Linked DNA regions of Sus scrofa: regions 2, 3 and 4 are each linked to region 1. A link is a contact called in public HiChIP or PLAC-seq and promoter capture Hi-C data. All regions are on one chromosome and are shown on one strand. Each heading gives the region's core, a stretch centred on a gene start, on an enhancer-like site or on the middle of the called end of the contact. The rest is flanking DNA. Distances are from core to core; before and after follow the strand shown.

Region 1 (2,984 bases), core at 319-2,818:
TACCAACCTCTCATGTTTTGCGCCCCTGGCCATGCCTCATTCTTGGTAACACAACTCTCTTCCATAAGATCCAAGACCCTACCTCTGGCCTATCCTGTTCCCTCCCACCCTGGGCTTCGTTGTTGGTCCCCTCCAATCCTGGGGCTTGACAGCCTCCTTGGTTCCCTTCCACTCTAGGAAGTTTGCCCCACGATGCTCAGTGTGTGGTGGGGCCATCATGCCTGAGCCCGGTCAGGAGGAGACTGTGCGAATTGTAGCTCTGGACCGCAGTTTTCACGTTGGGTGTTACAAGTGCGAGGTCAGGGGGCCTGGGGCGCTGGGTATGGTAGAGCACAAGAAAGAAGGGGCTCAGGGATCCAGGCCTGATGAAAAGCTACTGTTTCTTTCCAAACAGGAGTGCGGGCTGCTGCTCTCCTCTGAGGGTGAATGTCAGGGTTGCTACCCGCTGGATGGGCACATCTTGTGCAAGGCCTGCAGTGCCTGGCGCATCCAAGAGCTCTCAGCCACCGTCACCACCGACTGCTGAGTCTTTCCCAGAAGCACCTACTCTGTTCTCCCTTCCCATCAACCACCCTCCCTGACATCTACCTTTATAATGTTGTCACCAAATGCCATCTTCTCTTCCTCTAATCATGAAATAATAATCCCTCAAGAGTGTACAAAACACTTTGAAGTCTATTGTCTCATCTGATGCTTTTTTTGCTTTTTAGGGCTGCACCTGTGGCATATGGAAGTACCCAGGCTAGGGGGTCAAAACAGAGCTGCGGCTGCCACCTATGCTGCACTTCTGGCAACACTGGATCCTTAAACCCCTGATCGAGGTCAGGGATTGAACCCACATCCTCATGGATGCTAGTCAGGTTCTTAACCCCGCTGAGCCACAATGGGAACTCCAGTCCTGGGTGTATTTTACAACTCCTCTAAATCCCCCTTTTAGGGTAGTTTCTGTAGAACGCCCCCCCACCCCCACCCCAGCACTGGGAACAAGGCTGCAGCATATGCGAGGGAGGCAGCATTTCCTGTTGTAAAGGTTATGGGGCAACAGAGATCCTGCTGGGTGGTGAGGCCCTCAGACCTACAACCGAGCTCATCAAGGTACTGGTTGGGGTTTGCCACTTTTGCTTAAGGATGGGGGTGCCTTTGTGGAAGAGCAGGAACAACTGGTTTAGGACGTAGCGCAGACAGAAGCACTAATAAAGGCTGATTCTCTGGTGGGACCACAAAATGGTGGGAAATGCATTAAAATGGTTGCTGGATCCGCTGAAAGGCCGCACTCCCCCAACCCCTGCCCTGTACAAGGAAAGGGGGGTTGGAAACCACTCCCGATGACGTCAGGAGGCTCCCAGATCAAAGCTGCGGGTCGGGGTACCAGCGGCTGGATGCGAACTGATTCAGACACACCCGGGGAAGCGCGACCTTCGACCTCGGCGAGAGGAAACTCACCCTCAAGCCCAGAGGCTTCTACCGCCCACCAGAGGCCACACTTGATCCAGCGCGGCTCCCATAGCTTCTCGCCCGTGCCGTTCTCGTCCCGGAAAGCTCGCGAGGCTTCCGGGTCCCCGCCCCTTCCCATCGGCCCCCGGTGCTCCCCGCCTTTGCCTCTGTGGTTTGGTTCCGTTCTGTCCCCGCGGGCTCCAGTTTGTATTTCGAGGTGCCATTCTGCGGGTGACGCAGGCGCAGCTCGGGCGGCGCGCGCCGACCGCCCATCTTTGGTTGTCCCGCTCTCTTCGCGTCTACTCGGCCCAGTCACCGAGAGCCCCGCGTCTCCCCCTCACCCGAATCCGTCCCCGTCGCGCGCCCGAGGGAAGGGGCGGGTCCAGGTTGCCCGGAAAATCTGCCGGCCGGAGCGCGAGACTAACGGCCGCTGCCGCTCCCAGGTGGGGGAGGGGAGGGGCCTGGAGAGCAGGGGCTGGGGCGGGCAGGAGGGCGAGAGGCCCGCGGGTGCGGGGAGCCGGGCGGGAGACCCCTGGCAGCTGGTGGAGCCCTGCAGCTGAAGGGGAAGAGGGCTTAGAATGGCGGGAGCAGCGGAAGGCTGGCCTCTGCGGACGGAGGGGGGCGTGCTGCTTCAAAGGGACAATCCTTTGCGCTTGTCGTCATTGTTCATTATCCTATTTATCCGTGTTTCGCCTCCAGGTCCTCTCAGACCGCGCCATGGGTGACAGTGATGACGAGTATGATCGAAGGCGCAGGGACAAGTTTAGAAGGGAACGCAGCGACTATGACCGTTCTCGGGAAAGAGATGAGAGACGTCGAGGGGATGATTGGAATGACCGGTAAAATGTTACTCTTCCTTAATTTTGTTCCAGCGCATTATTCTCTTGCACTCCACTTTTCACTGCATTGCCCTTAAGGTCTTATTAGGGTGAACCATATGAAATCGCTCATCCTTGACCATTTCACGTGGTTCATTCACCTCTTTGCTTTTGGTCCAATAGTTGTCTGTGTAATGACTAGAAGATCAAAGCGGTGAAAGTAAGAGAGTTTGAATATAAAAGAGCAATACTTGTGTGTGCTGTTTATTGTTTGTAAATTATACACCGAAAAGGTTGATTCAAAAAGAAAGTAATGTTACAGAATTGGTTTGACTGGAGAGGTTGTCCGACCAGTTTCCTGGCAGGATATGATTAAATGTCGTTGTCTAGCCTAAAATCAGCAAGAGTTCTTTGAAAAATGATGGTCGGGTTAATTGATTAGGTTTGACTCTGGTAGTAATTAGTTTTTTGGGATGTTCTTTTTTAAAAAAAAAAACAAAACCTTTTCATTTTATTTTTTCGGCCATATTTGTAGCATGTGTGTTCCTGGGCCAGGGACCGAACCCACGCCAGTACAGTGACCCAAGCCGCAACAGTGACAATGCTGGATCCTTAACCCACTAGACTACAGGGAACTCCTAGTTTGTTTGTTTTTGTTTTGCCGAACCTGCAGTATATCTGGGATATTCTTGAGTTATAGTTAAGGTGTATAGTTAGGCTGTTAAAACGCTG
Region 2 (2,984 bases), core at 251-2,750, 190 kb before region 1:
ACTGGTTCCTTGACCATTTCTATCTAGTACACATTTACTTCCGGCGTTTGCCTTTGCAGTTCCATCTGGAATTCTCTTCCACAGACATGTGTCGTGCTTCCAAACTTCAATCAGACCTCTGCTCAAGCTCATCCTAGTCACTCATTCATTGTTCACTCCACATGTTTTAGGTGCTGAAAATAAAACAAAACAAAGTCCCTACTGTTGTAGAGAGCAAGGTACATTCTACAGGAGCAGCGATAAACTAAAACATGCTATCAAGTAGCTCTATGAGTGCTGTGAAGAAAACAAAAGCGTGACAAAAGGACAGGCAAAGGGAGATTCTACATTTGATAGGGCGCTCAGAGAAGGGTTTCAGATAAGATAACTTTGTTTTGCTCCACTGCTGCTAACCAAAGGTGTGGCCTGGGGCAAGATTCTTCACCTTGTTGAAGCTGTTTCCTCCTCTGCGAAGGGAGTTGAAGATTCGGTGGGATGACGTAAGTAGCAAGGCTGACTCTTAATTCAGCAAGTAGCAAATATAAGTGATTTCCGAGTGAGTTCCGTGCAGGAAGGAATCAGAAGAACCTTGGGCTGAGATCCCAGTCCAACTGGGAGCTACTTCCAACTAGTTCTGTAGCAAACGGTTTTTGTTGCTGCGAAGGCTTCTAGGAGGACCTGGGATAGTAGAGAAAGAGGGCTCTCTCGTGGGAGGTAAATTCTAGTGATTCGGACGGGCTCAGAGTGGGGAGAAGGAACAAAGACCCATTCCCAGCCCCGCCCGGGTCCCCACCCCCGCTTATGCCAGGGTTAGCATTCTAGAGACGCTCGTAAAGTTTTACGTCACTAGGATGAAGCCAATCACCTCTTTACGTGCACCGATGGGCGCACTTACGGCTGAAACCAGGCGGCGCTGGCCAATGACAGAGCCCGTACGGCGGAAGAGTGAAACGGTCTCTCCGGAAGATGGCAGCCCTAGTACAGCCAAAAGCTGATTGGCAGGTGCTGTGACCAGAAGGCGAGCTTCATAGCAAGAGCGGCCATTCGGAGGCGGAAGTCCGAATAAGCGTCGGCTTGAGCTCAGGGAGGGGTCGGAGGCACAAATACAGGTCTCGGGAAAACAGAAGACGGAAAGGACAGCCCCGGAAGAGGCGGCTGCGGCAAGTAGAGTCTTGGGGGGGCAGACTGGGCAAGTGCCCAGGGACGCCCGGAAGGGGCGGGGCATGCTGCAGAGTGGGGCGGGGCTTATGGAGATCAGGAACCCGGACTGAAGACAAGGGCCCCGGCAGGGAGCTGGGAGGGGCAGGGTTTACGAGGTGGGCGTGACCCTCGAGGTAGAGCTTGGGGGCGGGGCCTAAGGGGACCCAAGGCAGAGCTGGAGAGGGGAAGGGTTTGGGGGGGCTGGGCCTGTCTTCTGGGGCCTCATCTAGCGGGATTCCGAGGCGGCGGCAGCATCAGTCCAGGCCCTGCCCTACGGTCTCATCCCGTTCCGTTTCACCCCTCTCGCCCCTCAGCTCTATCCTCCAGGCCCGTCCCCTGAACTCTGCCCTCGGATGTTCCACCGCCCAGAGCTTGCATGCGCCGTGGGGCGCCCCAGGACCAGGAGCTGGTGGGTTCGGGGGCTCCTGGGCGGGGGTCCCGGGGCGCCCCTGCTCCCTCGGGACCTGTTGTCCCGGTCCTCGTCTTTCCCCCGGATCTAGTATTCAGGGCGGACCAGCGGAGCGGCCCCCGGCAGTTGCTGACCCTCTATAACCCCACGGGAGCAGTGCTTCGCTTCCGAGGTGAAGGGGATGGGCGTCTCGCGCTAGGATCTGGGGACTGGCAGAAGAAAATTGGGGAGCTGTATGGATTGAGCAGTCAGATGAGTACGGTCGTATGTCCAGCCTAGGCAGAATGGATGATCGGAGGTGGGGGGGCGGGGTAGGAGGCAAAGGCGCTCCATGGGCGGGGCTTGTACAGGGTCCCTGAAGCAATAATCATTCTCTGTGCTTTCTTCCTCCAGTTCTGTGCACAGCACCTGCCAAATACACAGTGTTTGACGCGGAAGGATATGTGAAGCCTCAATCCTGCATTGACATGTGAGTTGGGAGGGGAGGGGTCGAGAGGCTGATGAAAGCCAGGGGTTGCTGCCAGAATAGTTCTCTGATTTACTGTGCTTTGGCCTTAGGTCCCAGACCTTGTCCTCTTCAATCTGTTTTACCCACCCCTCTGTCTGCGTCCCTAAGGGAAAGTTTCCTGGGAGGGTGGGGCCTGGATCCACTTGGATCACGGCCCCTCAATGGGCCTCTCTCCTTTCTTGAGACCAGTGTGATTCGCCACGTGGCCCCCAATCCCAGCCACTATGACGTCCAGGACCGCTTCCGCATTGAGCTGTCTGAGGAAGGAACAGAGGGCCGAGTGGTGGGGCGCAAGGACATCACCTCAGTTCTGAGGGCCCCAACGTACCCCCCTGAGCTTCAGGGACAGCCTGACCCAACGCCCCACCCAGGGCCCCCTTCCTGGACCGCTCCACCCTCGGCCCAACACTTCCCAGAGAGTGAGTTTGGGGATGGGAATTCTGAGAGTTCTGTAGGGAGGGAGGACCTAGCATGATCTTAGAGATGAGCTCAGTTGGAGGTGAAGAGGCCTCCGGTTCAGTCTTTTGCTTTTTGGTGGAAACCTACCTAGGAGTTGAGATTTTACATCAGGTTGGTTTCTGGCTTCCACTGAGGGGGAAAAAATGTTTCCCTTAGCTCTGACTTCAGTACTTCCCATCATGTATCAGCCAAGTTCAGTTCAATAAGAAGCGTAGGTTGAGCAACTCCTGCCGTCCCAAGTTGTGTATGTGTGGGAGACAGGGGTCTCTGCCCGATAGACCAGTAAGCAGGGCCAGTATTCAAGACAGAGTGAAGAGAGAGGAAGAATGATGAGGGACCAAAGGGGAGAGGGTGTCTTGTGGCTGTGGGGACAGAGGCTCCAGGGAGGAGAGGACACTTCCAGTGTCCAACGAAAAGTAGGTACACCTT
Region 3 (2,984 bases), core at 148-2,647, 170 kb after region 1:
AGAGCCGCCCAGGAGTGAGGTCTCCGGCCGGCGCGCCTTGGGGAAGGGAGTGCCCAGGCCTTGGTACGCCTTGGATAAGGGTGCCAATGCCTCACCTAGGTGTGTTTTGGGGGAGGGCACTCCTTCTCCAAACTGGTGGGCTTCGGGAAGGGGCCCGCTCTCGGGCATACGCGCCTGGAATTGCGGGGGAGCCGGGGGCGGGAGGGGTGCGCGCTCCGGGACGCGCGCCTGGAACTCTCCCCAGGAAGCGCGCCATACGCGCTCCGGCCCGGGGCTCTCCAGGTTGACCCGGGTCAGCGTGTGCGTGCGGGTTTCCGTCTCTGCTGCCGCCGTCTCTTGCTGGCGCTTGGCGCTGCTCGGACTGAAATCTCGCAGTTCCTGGAGTAGAGAAGCTAGCGCCTCGAGCTCCTCCGAGGGGTCGCCTGCCTCGGGACCATTCTCCTGAGTCTGAGGGCGAGGGGGGGCCGCGGGCGCCTGGGTCTCTGGCACTGGGAGACTGTGGGTCTGGCTGCGCACGGTCTCGGTCAGCAGAGCTTCTGATGCTTCTTCCTCTGGTCGCTGCTGGGAGCCGTCGGGCGCCGGGGGCGAGGCTGGGCGGTCGAGTGCCTGCAGCAGCACCGCGGCCAGCGCCCGGGGATCCACACCCTGGAAAAGCTCTCCCTCGTCCTGCGGCTCTGAATTTCGAGCGGCTCGGACCTCTGGGGCGCTAACATCCTTTGGCCCGATCACTGCGTCCCCAGCTACTGGCTCTCTATTTTCAGTGCTGAGGGGAGGTTGCTGAGCCTCAGGGTGCCCCGAGGGTGCTGCCCCCAACCCCTTGGGCAGTAGAAGGAAGCAGAAGAGGACAGAAGCCGGCAACCTGGGCGATTTCATGACCAAAGGACTGCCGGAGACTGAAAAATAGAAGGGACCAAAGAAAGAGAGGGTTTCTGTAAGAATTTTCCGCTCTCTGATTTTATATTCCCTTCCCCCACCTTTAGTCGGGAAATCCAGGGCTTCCCTCATCCCCCTAACCTTACCCAGAAGAGGGACGATTAAGAGCAAAGGAGGAAGATACTGTACCGATCTCTGGAGTCGTGTAAATGGGAAAACGCCTGCAACCCTCTCTCTCCCAGTGCCTCCTCGCCCCCTTCCCTGAGCCATCTCACTGCCAGCGCCCACGTACTAAGCAGCAAGGATACGGAGGGAAAAAAAAATCTCTGCTCCCTCCCCACAGGACTCCCCGGATGGTGCGTGGGCGACTTCAACAGCAAGAGAAAAGCGGCAACTCCCCCATTTACCAGGGACCCTTCCCAGGGGCTCCCCGCACTGTTTTCAACACCCTCATCAGGGAGGGGGGAGAGAGAACCCTCCCTCATGCCCAAGGCTGCCGGGGGTTTGAGGGATGGACAGCACAGTATTTACCAGCTGGAGTCACGATGCGGGAGGTGGAGAGGAGGGTCGGGGCGGGGTGGGGATAGGGGAAGATCGGGACGCGTCCTCCTGGGCCCCGAGCGGTGGCTAGGATACGAGCGGTGGTCGAGGTCTGGCGTCCAGTGGGCTGGGCTCAGCTGGGTCCGCGCGGCTCCGGGAGACTAGCTCGCTCTGGCTTCAGCACGCTGGACAGCGCCCGCGCCGCTGCCGCCTTATAAAGAGGAAATCAGGGGTCACGTGGGATGGCCCCGCCCAATTGACGTCAATGTTCATTCATGGGGAAGCGGGCGGGCGCCTAGAGGCGGGAGGACGCCCAGCGATTGGAGGATGCATGCCTCTCTCGGCCTGCGCCTGCGCACTGTAGGCTTCGGTTGGAGGGGCGTGCGCTAGCCTAGCACCAGGGAAATGAATGAATGAAGGAACGAATGAATGAAATGCTGAGGCGGGCGGGGCAGGGGGGCTTTGAATGAATGAAGGAGGGACCAGGAGAAAAGGATGAATGAATGAATGGCAGAATGAATGGAAGGGTGGATGCAGAGACGCTGCAAGGCGGGAGGATGGGTTACAGAGCAACTTGCAGCCGCGCGGGAGCCCCCTGAGCAGAATAGGGTGGGGGCACTTCCCTCGTCGGACTGGGCCTCAGTAGGAGCTCCATACTGGGAAGGGGGAAGATAAGGATTCCAAAGCTGAGGAGGGGGCCACACTCCCCATTCTCTGACTGCACGGTCCGTGGGGAACACGCCCAAGGACGGCGTGAACCTGAGAGAGGAGGGACAGTTCTGTGCGCCTGCGGGCACTGTCCGCGGATCTGCGATGCGGGGTGCGGGCTCTGGGCTGGGGCACTTGGGTGGATCATGCGGTTTGGGTAATCCAGTCGGAAAGGGTCGGAGTCGGAAGAGAAAGGGAAAAGATTGATGATGTGTGTGCCTCTGTGTCGTGTCTGTTCATGGTCGGTGCGTGTCTGAAGAAAAAGGTGTGTCTGTCCTTCTGTCCAGCTGGCTCTGTAGTGTAGGTTGGTGCTCCCGCTGTACCCCTTTTCAGACCACCTCTCCCACCACCCTCCTGCTTCTCCCCCTCCCGCTGCTACTCCCCAAAGGACATTTGGAGGACGAAAGCAGACCAGGTGGGGAGGGGGTTGCGCAGGTGTGTGTGTGGGGTGACTCAACTTCATCTCTCTCCACTGCTTAAAGAGAAGGTTTGAATGCGTTGCGGAGGATGGAGGGTGGGAGTGAAACGTCAGAGATCGCCTATCTCTGCCACCAGACCCCTGGGCCGCATCTTCTGCCAGAGGGGTTGGGGTTGGGGGCTTGGACAGTTAGAGGTTCGGGGGGAGGGATGGGGGGGCGATGACGCACAGATTGCGCAAAGAGAATCCATCAGCGAGCCGGGTCCAGTGAAGGGAGACCAGCCGTGGGCGGGGGCGGGGGGGGGACGGAAATGGGGAGGGGGCAGGGAAGAGGGGAGGGAGGCAAGGGGAGAGGCCACTGCAGGAATGAAGGGGAGGGAGGGAGGCCGGAGGGGGCTGCGGTGCAGGCAGAGAGCTGTGCGGGGGCGTGGGCAGGGAAAGGGGG
Region 4 (2,984 bases), core at 172-2,671, 140 kb before region 1:
CTGGCGTAGGCCGGTGACTATGGCTCCGATTCGACCCCTAGCCTGGGAACCTCCATATGCCGTGGGAACGGCCCAAGAAATAGCAAAAAGACAAAACAAAAAACAACAACAAAAAAAGGAATGCAGGATCCAAAACCAGGCTGCAAACTGCACCATAGGTCACCGCAATGCCAGATCCTTAAGCCACTAGTTGGATACTGGATACTAGTTGGATACTGGATACTAGTTGGGGTCATTACCTGCTGAGTCACAATGGGAACTCCCTCCCTTCCAAATTCTCATTGACACCTATTACCTACTGCTAATATATGATCGAATTGGTGAGTGCTCCATAAATGGAATTTGTGCTTAACTAAGAATGTGACTTTTCTTATTCTCTTTAAAAATTGGTGCTTTGGAAACTGTTTTTAATGCCTTCAACTGAGGCTAAATGAAAAGTGTATGTTTTAATACTTTTAAATCGCATGAGGACTCAATGAAGGTTACTCATTGATTTGAACTTTCCAAAACATTTTCACAATCCGCAGGATCTTAAAATAATCCAAGGTGACTTGCAGGGCAGGTAGCTATCAACACTCTCATTTTATAGATGTGGAAACCGAGGCCTATACTTACATTCTCATCCCTTCGCGGAGATGGTCCAGAGCGAGGTTCATCAAGAGGCTAGATATTAATACACACAATAAGGTCGATAAAGCAGCCTTGGTTCATATTCCAACTCTGCAGCCCTAGGACTCTGTTTCCACTACTGTAAAATGGGGACAAAGCCAGTACTCAACTTCATAGCACTGTGAGGAGTAAATAAGTATGAAGCTCAATAAACGAGTTGCTATTAGAGTGTCATGCCGCCACATAAAGAGTTCCGCAAAAGCCACTGGGCAACGCGGGGGCACTGCCTGGGCAGACCCGTTCTCACAGCATACCTGAGTTCCCAGGGGCCGCCCAGGTCCCCATGGCTTCCCGCCCGGGCACCTTCGGAAACACTGCTCCTCCTCGCTACGCGTTGAGGCCGGCTGGCCTCTCCAGCAGTGATCAACACTGATCTCTCTCAACCCTGTCCCCTGTGGAGGGGCGTGGTCTCACAGACAAAGGGCGGAGCCAAGGCGAGAACTGGGGCGTCGAGCTCCCCTTCCCAGTCTGGAGCCGCCCAATCCGGGAGGGCAGGTCACGTGACCAGCGAGCGGTTTCACCCTCCCCTATGCCGGTACCACCTATGTCAGTCCCAGAGGGGATGTTTTGTGCCTTTTCGGGAAGCAAAGTATTTTTCTGAGCCCATTTTGCGTAGAAATAATGTAGAGTAATATCTTTGATGTTATGGGGTCAATATTTGCCCCCTAAGTGCTATTTTTCCCCCGGCCTCCCCCCGATAAGTAGTTGGTCTCGTCCAGCCGGGCCCTGGGCGCGGCGGCGACGGCCGCGTCACTGGCGGGCGGGATCCCTCCGCTCTGGGGAGAGCAGCGCTGGACGGTTGAGTTGGGGTGACTGAGAAAATCCATCCGCGTCGCCGCCGCTGCCGCCTCCGCCGCGGAGGAAGACAGGACCTCCCGCTCTCCTTTAGCGACCCTTCGCAGAGTCCCACCGCCACAGGTACCTCCGCTGGTAAAAGGAGTCCTCATCCCCTTCCCAGCCCCAAATTCCCGTGGGGGAACCTCTCTTCCGTCTGTCTACCCGGTCTGGCCTCTCGGGAGCGGACGTAACTCCCCAGACATCCCCTCCCTTCTTATGGCCCCGTCGCTCCCAAACCCGGAAGGGGAACTGGGGGACCCTCGCCCCCAATAACGCACGCGCTCCCTGCAGCATCAGGGGCCTTTTGCCTGACTCTAGACCTCATCTCACCCCCACCTGCCTCTTGCTCCCTGAGAAGTTGGGGGGCTAAATTCGGGGCTTCCTCTAGGCCCTGTCCCGCCCCCTTTCCCCACCACTGCCACCCTCTTAGCTCCCCCGGGGTAGCACCCCTCGTGTCCTCCCATTTCGCACCGCCGCTGGCATTCGCCTTGCAAAAGTCCAGAATCCTCAGAGAAGCAGGCAAGGCCGCGAGGCCACCCTTCCCTTGTCTCCACCCTCGATTTAGGTTCTTTTCTGGACCCATTACCCCCTAGACCAGAGACCTCGGCACCTCATTCCCTTTAGCAGTCCTAACCTCACGCTTAGCTCCCAGTCGCCCCTACCCCCCACCGAGCTTTCTTTTGGGCAAAATGGAGGTCGTGGGGGCCGGAGAGCCAGGCCCACTGCGTTTCGAAGAGCCACACCGGCCCGCGCCTTCCCCTGCCAGATCCGGGGACCCTCGCTTGTCCCTTGCCTCCCCTTCGCCCCGTCAGCCTTGCGGAGGCGGTGGCACCCCCATTTCTCCTTGGGACCCCAATTGCTGTATGCCCAGAATCTGGGGTTGCCGAGGGGGCTCGGAAGGGTGATAGGGATTGAGGGCTGGGAGCGTTGCCCCCGCCCCCAGCGGCTTCCTCCTGGCCTGCTTCCTTCTGCCTGGGGCGTCTGGCGCTGCCGCCCGGCCTGGGCTGCCGGCAGCTGGAATTGAGGGGCTTTGTCCCGAGCTGGGGAAATGGGATGGGGGTCTCTGCCCCCCACTTTGGAAGGGCGTCCCCAGGCTCTGGCGTAGAAAGCTGAACAGAGCGAGGGGAAATGTCAGCGGGGAAGAGAAACGCCCAGGGCCTGGGGGAAGTGGGAGCAGGGTGGGGGACGCCTGGGTTGGCAGAGTGCAGTGTGCATGGCCAGATCACACAGGTGTCCAAAGGAGGGGGGGGGTAGGACTTCGGGCGCTGGAGCGGAGCCAGCCAGGCCCCTGGGGCCCCGGCGCGGAGCTCACAGGCTGGGCTCCTGGGGAGCCGAGGGTGCAGGGGCCGGGCCGCCTGAGGCCGTCCGCTCGCCAGCCCGCTCTCCGGCGCCTGGGAGAGAGCAGCTCCGCGCTCGGGGCCCGGGACCTCTCTTCGGAGACCTAATTACTCGAGAGCGGCTCCCACGGGCTTCCTGCA

Evidence for each region. Promoter capture Hi-C pulls out the DNA fragments that hold promoters and counts their contacts. HiChIP or PLAC-seq counts read pairs in DNA pulled down with a chosen protein or histone mark.
Region 2: a contact with region 1 is called in an H3K27ac HiChIP or PLAC-seq map of alveolar macrophages. The contact joins the promoter of MOSPD3 here to the promoter of SRRT in region 1. A contact is called at or near these places in 6 of 47 Hi-C or Micro-C datasets (embryonic fibroblasts, epiblast stem cells, liver and 3 more) and 1 of 2 datasets of contacts at active chromatin or transcription factors (alveolar macrophages).
Region 3: a promoter capture Hi-C map of fetal liver shows a contact between it and region 1, with 2.0 times the contacts expected there. The contact joins the promoter of VGF here to the promoter of SRRT in region 1. A contact is called at or near these places in 2 of 5 promoter capture datasets (fetal liver and skeletal muscle), 1 of 47 Hi-C or Micro-C datasets (liver) and 1 of 2 datasets of contacts at active chromatin or transcription factors (alveolar macrophages).
Region 4: a contact with region 1 is called in an H3K27ac HiChIP or PLAC-seq map of alveolar macrophages. The contact joins the promoter of GNB2 here to the promoter of SRRT in region 1. A contact is called at or near these places in 2 of 47 Hi-C or Micro-C datasets (epiblast stem cells and heart right ventricle) and 1 of 2 datasets of contacts at active chromatin or transcription factors (alveolar macrophages).

Annotation. Positions count from the first base shown.
Region 1 is chr3:8,716,214-8,719,197 of Sscrofa11.1, forward strand. It overlaps SRRT (serrate RNA effector molecule homolog), which reads left to right and starts at 1,569. Exons shown (of 21, transcript XM_003354479.3): 1 at 1,569-1,877; 2 at 2,134-2,273. The coding sequence starts at 2,152. It overlaps TRIP6 (thyroid receptor-interacting protein 6), which reads left to right. Exons shown (of 9, transcript XM_003354478.4): 8 at 178-298; 9 at 395-678. The coding sequence ends at 526.
Region 2 is chr3:8,530,245-8,533,228 of Sscrofa11.1, forward strand. It overlaps MOSPD3 (motile sperm domain containing 3), which reads left to right and starts at 1,501. Exons shown (of 5, transcript NM_001195356.1): 1 at 1,501-1,760; 2 at 1,982-2,057; 3 at 2,286-2,515. The coding sequence starts at 1,556.
Region 3 is chr3:8,890,002-8,892,985 of Sscrofa11.1, forward strand. It overlaps VGF (neurosecretory protein VGF), which reads right to left and starts at 1,398. Exons shown (of 2, transcript XM_021086257.1): 1 at 1-1,398. The coding sequence starts at 1,143.
Region 4 is chr3:8,577,616-8,580,599 of Sscrofa11.1, forward strand. It overlaps GNB2 (guanine nucleotide-binding protein G(I)/G(S)/G(T) subunit beta-2), which reads left to right and starts at 1,422. Exons shown (of 10, transcript XM_003480989.3): 1 at 1,422-1,587.